2 separate regions of the Mus musculus genome follow, and region 2 is linked to region 1. Evidence: chromatin contacts called from public HiChIP or PLAC-seq data. All regions are on one chromosome and are shown on one strand. Each heading gives the region's core, a stretch centred on a gene start, on an enhancer-like site or on the middle of the called end of the contact. The rest is flanking DNA. Distances are from core to core; before and after follow the strand shown.

What was found. HiChIP or PLAC-seq counts read pairs in DNA pulled down with a chosen protein or histone mark.
Region 2: a contact with region 1 is called in an H3K27ac HiChIP or PLAC-seq map of heart atrium, with 4 times the contacts expected there. The contact joins two enhancer-like sites. A contact is called at or near these places in 4 of 39 promoter capture datasets (cranial neural crest, embryonic stem cells, liver and 1 more), 5 of 484 Hi-C or Micro-C datasets (cerebellum, liver, uterus and 1 more), 4 of 115 datasets of contacts at active chromatin or transcription factors (cardiomyocytes, craniofacial prominence, differentiating embryonic stem cells and 1 more) and 1 of 9 other capture datasets (adipose tissue).

What each region holds. Positions count from the first base shown.
Region 1 is chr2:110,035,024-110,037,992 of GRCm38.p6, forward strand. The region is part of intron 3 of Ccdc34 (coiled-coil domain containing 34); the gene reads left to right. All of the region lies in intron 4 of Ccdc34os (coiled-coil domain containing 34, opposite strand), which reads right to left. Among named protein-coding and RNA genes, the nearest start is that of Ccdc34os, 14 kb to the right of the region's middle. Within about 2 kb of position 1,503, at least 25 of the 459 cell types and tissues checked have an H3K27ac peak or open chromatin away from gene starts, as enhancers often do. A contact at or near this core is called in craniofacial prominence and heart atrium, where this site is marked.
Region 2 is chr2:110,178,596-110,181,574 of GRCm38.p6, forward strand. No RefSeq gene overlaps it. Among named protein-coding and RNA genes, the nearest start is that of Gm22997, 38 kb to the right of the region's middle. Within about 2 kb of position 1,361, at least 123 of the 459 cell types and tissues checked have an H3K27ac peak or open chromatin away from gene starts, as enhancers often do. A contact at or near this core is called in craniofacial prominence and heart atrium, where this site is marked.

The DNA of each region.
Region 1 (2,969 bases), core at 253-2,752:
ATGAATCATTTTTATCCATTATTAGATTTAGCATATTGCTTTGCGTATGATAAGCTTTTTATTGAATAATTTTTTCTTCTCTGTATGTATATATGGGATAGTATGTATGGTATGGTGTGTGTGTGTCTGTCTGTCTGTCTGTCTCTGCCATATGCATGATATGCAAGCGCTCTACCATCCATTTACATTCCCTTATCTTCTTTCATCTTTTGGTTATTACTATTTTTAAAATAATATTAGACCCTAAGAATTGAACCCAGGGCTTTGTTTATGTTAAGCTAACACTGAACTACTAAGTTGAATACTTTTAGTCCCTATTTCAACTTTAATACATTCTTATGTAGGAACATACGTCAGAAAATTTTAAAGTACTGGTCCTGGGGTGTATTTCAGTAATAGAATGTTTGCAGTGAGTGCAGGCCTTAGTTAAAACTCCAATAAACAAGCTGACAAGCGTGCCAATGGGGTGGGGAGTGGGGGAGAAGGAGGGAGAGAAAGACGGAGAGACTAAATGAATGAAATGTTATTGTAAATTTGTCTTTGTTGACATTCTATGTTTGGAATGGTGGTGATTTGTTGTTAAAATCTACTTTTAGGAATTGAGACAAATATTTAAATTATAGGACAAGGTCTTAAATTTAATTTAAAGGACAAAATTATAATTTTGTTTTTACTGTTAAACTTAATACCCAGTTATATTACCAAGAGGATCAATAATTGCAGGTGGAATAATTATAAGAAAATTGATTAGCTGTGTATATTTGCAAATTCAAATTTCTTTTTCCTTCAGAAGTCAATTGCAGATTTTGTTTGCTTGATTCATCTATAATATAACAAAAAAGTGTTCTTTGTGAAAAAAATTGCCAAGATCAAAATCTTGATATATGACTATATCAAGACTTTGGTTGCTACCTTTTAGAAGTTTAAAACTATAAATCAGAGTAATTCTTGGTATGTAGAATATTGTTTTCTCATCTGAAAGCGGCCTGTCTTCAACTGCATTAAGCTAATGTTGCCATGCCAATCATGCAGAACTGTTATTTGTCTAAGTCTGGAAGATAATACTGACAGATCGATGGTATATTTGCTGTTTTAATTGTTGATGGAAGATCTAATTCACTTATTGAAGGGAAGTCTATTTACTTACTTACTTACTTGTTTATTTATTTTTGGTGGTGAGCAGGGGGGAAAAGTTGCTTGCCCTGGTATGAATTATTTAAAAACGAACCCTGAAAAATTGAATTTACCCAGTATTCTACAGCATTCCTGTGCCTGTTAAGGAATGATTGATTGCTCTGCTCTCTCTCTCTCTCTCTCTCTCTCTCTCTCTCTCTCTCTCTCTCTGAGTTTCTCTTTCCAGCTCTCCTTATGCTTACCTCTGTTTGGAAAGAAGCTCTCCTGCTTCTTTTCCAGTCTGGCATCTAGGATTTGCTCTTGTGTTTACATTTCATGGTGTGTGGTCCTCTGCCGCCTCAGCTTCAGGCTGGGTCAGCCCTAGCCGGCTGCCACCTCTGTCGTTTTTACTGTACTCTATCAGAAAATCAGGCAAAGGGGATTTATGTATCCATTAGCAAACTTGGTTCCTTATAACTATAAATTTTTAAATCCTCTTTTAAACAAAAGGCATATCTCATCCGGGACTTTTACATTTGTGTTGTTATACTGATTCTTTTTCTAAAGTGGGTTTTTAGTGTCGAAACATATTTTATGAGAACAGACTTTATTTTCAGCACTTTAAAGTTACTTTAAAAAAAAAGGTTTTAACTTTCAAACACAAGTGATATTTTGTGTGAATGACAGCTGCAGCTCAGTGGGGTCTGTGACTGGTGGTGCTGCTGTCAGTGTGCCCTTCGAGCTGTCTGGTGATGTTTGCTCAGCCTTTTTCCTGTGGGGGCAGGCCCTGTCTGAGGAAGGAGTACACACTCAGAAAGTTTTAAATAGTCCTTGTTGTTTTCTGTAAAAGACATACTGTGTGCCTGGTGTGTAGGAACCAGCGTTCTAGAATCCTGAAGGCATTTCAGCGCTGTTCTTTCCTCTGCTGTTCACAGACATTCCCTTCTCTCCTTAGGTCCTTGTGACAGACAGCCTTGTCTAATTTAAAGACTATATGAGTATGTATGCATTTGTTTCCTCCAAACTCTTTACTAGCATCTTTATTCAGAGTTCTGAATTCACTGTGCCGTTTCCCTGAGTGCTGGAATGTACTTGGTCACATCTAGTTGTGACTACTCCACCCACACAGTCTAGCTGCTGTTGTATTTCATTGGGCTGTAACTTGCATGTTTTATATCAATTGTAAGTTTGGGAAGCTTGATAAACTTCTGTATCAGTGCAAGCAACTAGCACTACAATCAGGTGATAGAGCATTGCTGTCATTCCAGAAAGTTCCCTATGTCCAGTTACACTCAGCACCCTGCTCCTTACGCCAAGCTGGCCCAGCAACAAGGCTAGTGCAGTAACCCTGTTCTGGAAATTAGATTTGCCTGTTCTCGAGTGTATGTAAATAAAATGGTAAGGTGCACCCTCCTTTGACTTTATAATTCTTTTGTTTTTAATTTTATCATAGTATTTTATATATTCTTGATTCCTTTCCCTTTTACTGTTCTAATATCCTATGAAATAGCACAAATTGCTTATTTATCTACTAGCTAATAGGACACTGAGTTGTTTATTGCTTATATTCTCACACATTTTCATTTGTCTTAGACAAATGCTTTAGAGCTCAGTTGCTGGTCTGCATGGGAATCGCCTAACTGTTCTACAGTACTTGTACCATTTGATGTTCTCATTATTAACATGAAAATTCTAATTGGTCTATGCCTTTGTTAAACTTGATCTTATCAATTGTCTTTATTTTCCATCCTTCTCTAGTTAGTGTGCAGTGCTTTGCCATTGCTGGCTTATTTTATTAGTCTCACTGGGAGACTTATCTTCCTAGTCCAGGTAGATGTTTTTAAAAAACTGGAAGT
Region 2 (2,979 bases), core at 111-2,610, 140 kb after region 1:
AAACGAGCTAACTTGAAGATTTTAAAAAGATGCTTGGCAAAAGCTGAAATGATGGGTCAGTGCTTAATGGCACTTGCTGTACAATCATGAAGACAGGAATTTGGATTCCAGTAGCTGCAGTATAAGCTGTGTGTTCTGAGCATGCCTGTAACCCCAGATCAGAAGGGAAGCAGAGATAGGGAGGTTTGGGGGACTTCCTATCTTCTTCTCTGTTGTGTTTTATAAAAAGATAAAAAGAAAGGAGGCTCAGTATGGTGTAGGGGAAGGGCTCTGTGGGCCCATGCTGAGGCATACCTTCCCCCCAGGGTACTAGCCAAACATGAAGGTATAGTATTGAATAGACTTTATTTAGGGAATGGGAAGGGGAGTTGAGGGAGGAGAGATAGAGAAAGGGAGGGAGGGAGGGAGAGAGAGAGAGAGAGAGAGAGAGAGAGAGAGAGAGAGAGAGAGAGAGAGAGAGAGAGAGACCATGAGCACATGGAGAGAAAAGGGGGAGAGGGAATGGGGAAGAGGGTAATGGGCAAGAGCAAGAGGAGAAGAGAGCAAGAGAGTAAGGAGGGGGCAAGCAGCCTCTTTGATTGTGAGTCAGGCACACCTGGCTGCTGTCAGGTAACTGAGGGGTGGACGGAGCTTAGAGGAAGTGCCAACATACCCTATCTTTGAAAATTAAAAAACCAAGTTCAGGGAGAGACCCTGCCTTAGAGAAATATAAAGAAAATGATAGAGGAAGACATTCATGCTCCCTTCTGGCCTCCATGCTTGTGTGTCTTTACACAAATGAGTGTACACACACACACACACACACACACACACACACACACACATGTTCACACAATAGTCTTTTTCATTGTTTATTTTATTTATTTACACCCCAAATGCTGCCCTCCCTCCTAGTCCCCCTCGCAGAGTCCTTCCCCTTCCACTCTCCCTTTCACCTCTGACAGTGCGCCCCCCATAAACTCTTAAAGAATGCTATTTATCTCTCCACAAACACCTACTCCTCAACTAAGTCATTTTGTTAGAAGCCATTCTTAAGAACTCAGTCCCTGCTTCCGGCTAGTTTTGCACCTCAGTGTCAGAACTAGTGACCTAGATCCGCATGACTGAGGAGCCTGAGCTGCAGCCTGGTGGAGAGGTTGCTTGGATTCATGGGATAGAAGGGTCCTGGCTTGCATTCCTGGCATGATTTTAGGATCCCAGCCTGGCCTGGCTCTGTGGCCTGTGCCATTGAGAGTCACAGATTGCATCATTCTGCTTCGTAATTATTTCTCCCGAGAGGAAAGCAGAGGCTCTCCTTTGTTCAATTAGGAGTGGTGGGCAAGGCCGAGCAGTGAAGCAGGGCAGCTGTCAGGAGAATTCAGGCTGGAGCAGGCTCAACAGGGAGGAACCCAGGGAAATGTGATATGTACTACCCAAGTAGCTCCCCACGCCTGCTCCTCCCGGGTCCAGCTGCTCAGGAGAAGGGAGGAAGCTAACATTTTCCCTCTGCCATTGTGTTCTGGACAGGTTCATCAATCTCAGCTTATCTCTCCCTCATAGTCACTCAAGCTGGTTATCGGCCTTCTTTATGGACGAGGAAGAGGAAGCTCAAGGGCACACATAGAAGCAAGGGCAGCATTCACGTCCAAGACCTGGGACTACTAAACCCCCGCTCCTTATGCTACTGGATAAATCCTGCTGGCCCAGCCAGGCAATTGCCAGGAGCATCTGGCTTCTCATCAATCACCGCAACCCATGGCAGGAAGACACAGAAATAAACCTAGAGGCAGGGACTCCTGGAATTAAGAGCCGAAGCTAACAGAAGATCAAGCCTGCGGCTGTATCCTGGTTCCGATATTCCTCACTCTCTTCCCACCACCTGCGCCTTAGTCTTACTGTCCCTTGTACCCCAAAATGCCATGGACAGAACGTTGGCCTGGAGAAGGCACCTGTCCTGGTGCCAGCCCAGCATGCTTGGCCTTCACAACAATAGCTGGAAGGGCCTCTTAGAGCAAATACTTCCTGAAGTGCCCAGAGCAGCCACTGTCCCTGCTGCTCAGGAACAATCACAGCACATACCAACTTCCGTGTTGTGCTCCGTTTTCCAGTCTCATGGGCCTGCTGCTGAATGCTGCTGAGGCTTTTAGCTCTCTTCAATAGGCAGGCCAATGACACGCACAGAAAGCCAAGGCTCGGACTAGGAAGGCCCTGAACACTCTAGGATAACTTTAGATTTTTTTTTTCCCAAAAATATATATTCAGAGGGGAAAGAAATTAGAACTTCTAGTTTTCTTTAGTCTTCCTTCAAATCCAGTGCCTCTTCTTTCGTCTTTCAACATTGCAAACAAAATGGGAAGGGCTTGGGATTTACCTAGGTGGCAGAGCCCTTGTCAAGTATGTGTCATACACACACGGGGGTGCTGTGGGGTGGATAGGGATAGAGAGACAGAGAGATAGATGGAGGAAGAAATTCAATATGGATATTCACATATATATATATATATATATATATATATATATATATGTATGTATGTATGTATGTATGTATATTTCATAATGACAGCACCTCTGTCACGTTTCAGGTATCACTATGTGACACTACCCTGGGCAACTTGAGCCCCCCCACTGTCAACTTCTGGAGATGGCCTGAAGCCAACAGGTGAAATTGAGGATTTCTGTGAGAGTGTTGGGTAGTAGAGCACAGGATGACAGAAACACAGGATAGCAGAGACACTGACTCTCACCAAATGGCTGGAGAATCAGGACAGCTGGCTGCAGAATGTAAAGGAGAGGACATTAGATTTGGGAATATATAAACAAGTGGATGCTTTCTAAACAAATGTAAAAAGGGTTCGTGAAACATCAAGACTACATGAATGATGTAATGTTCAAAGTCTCTGGATTTTAGCTTACTCAGTTTAGTTGCATCTCTGGGCCAGTTAGTACTGGGTCTCCTTGGCTAAGTGGTTAATCAACTTTATAACTCAATATTCCTGTTAT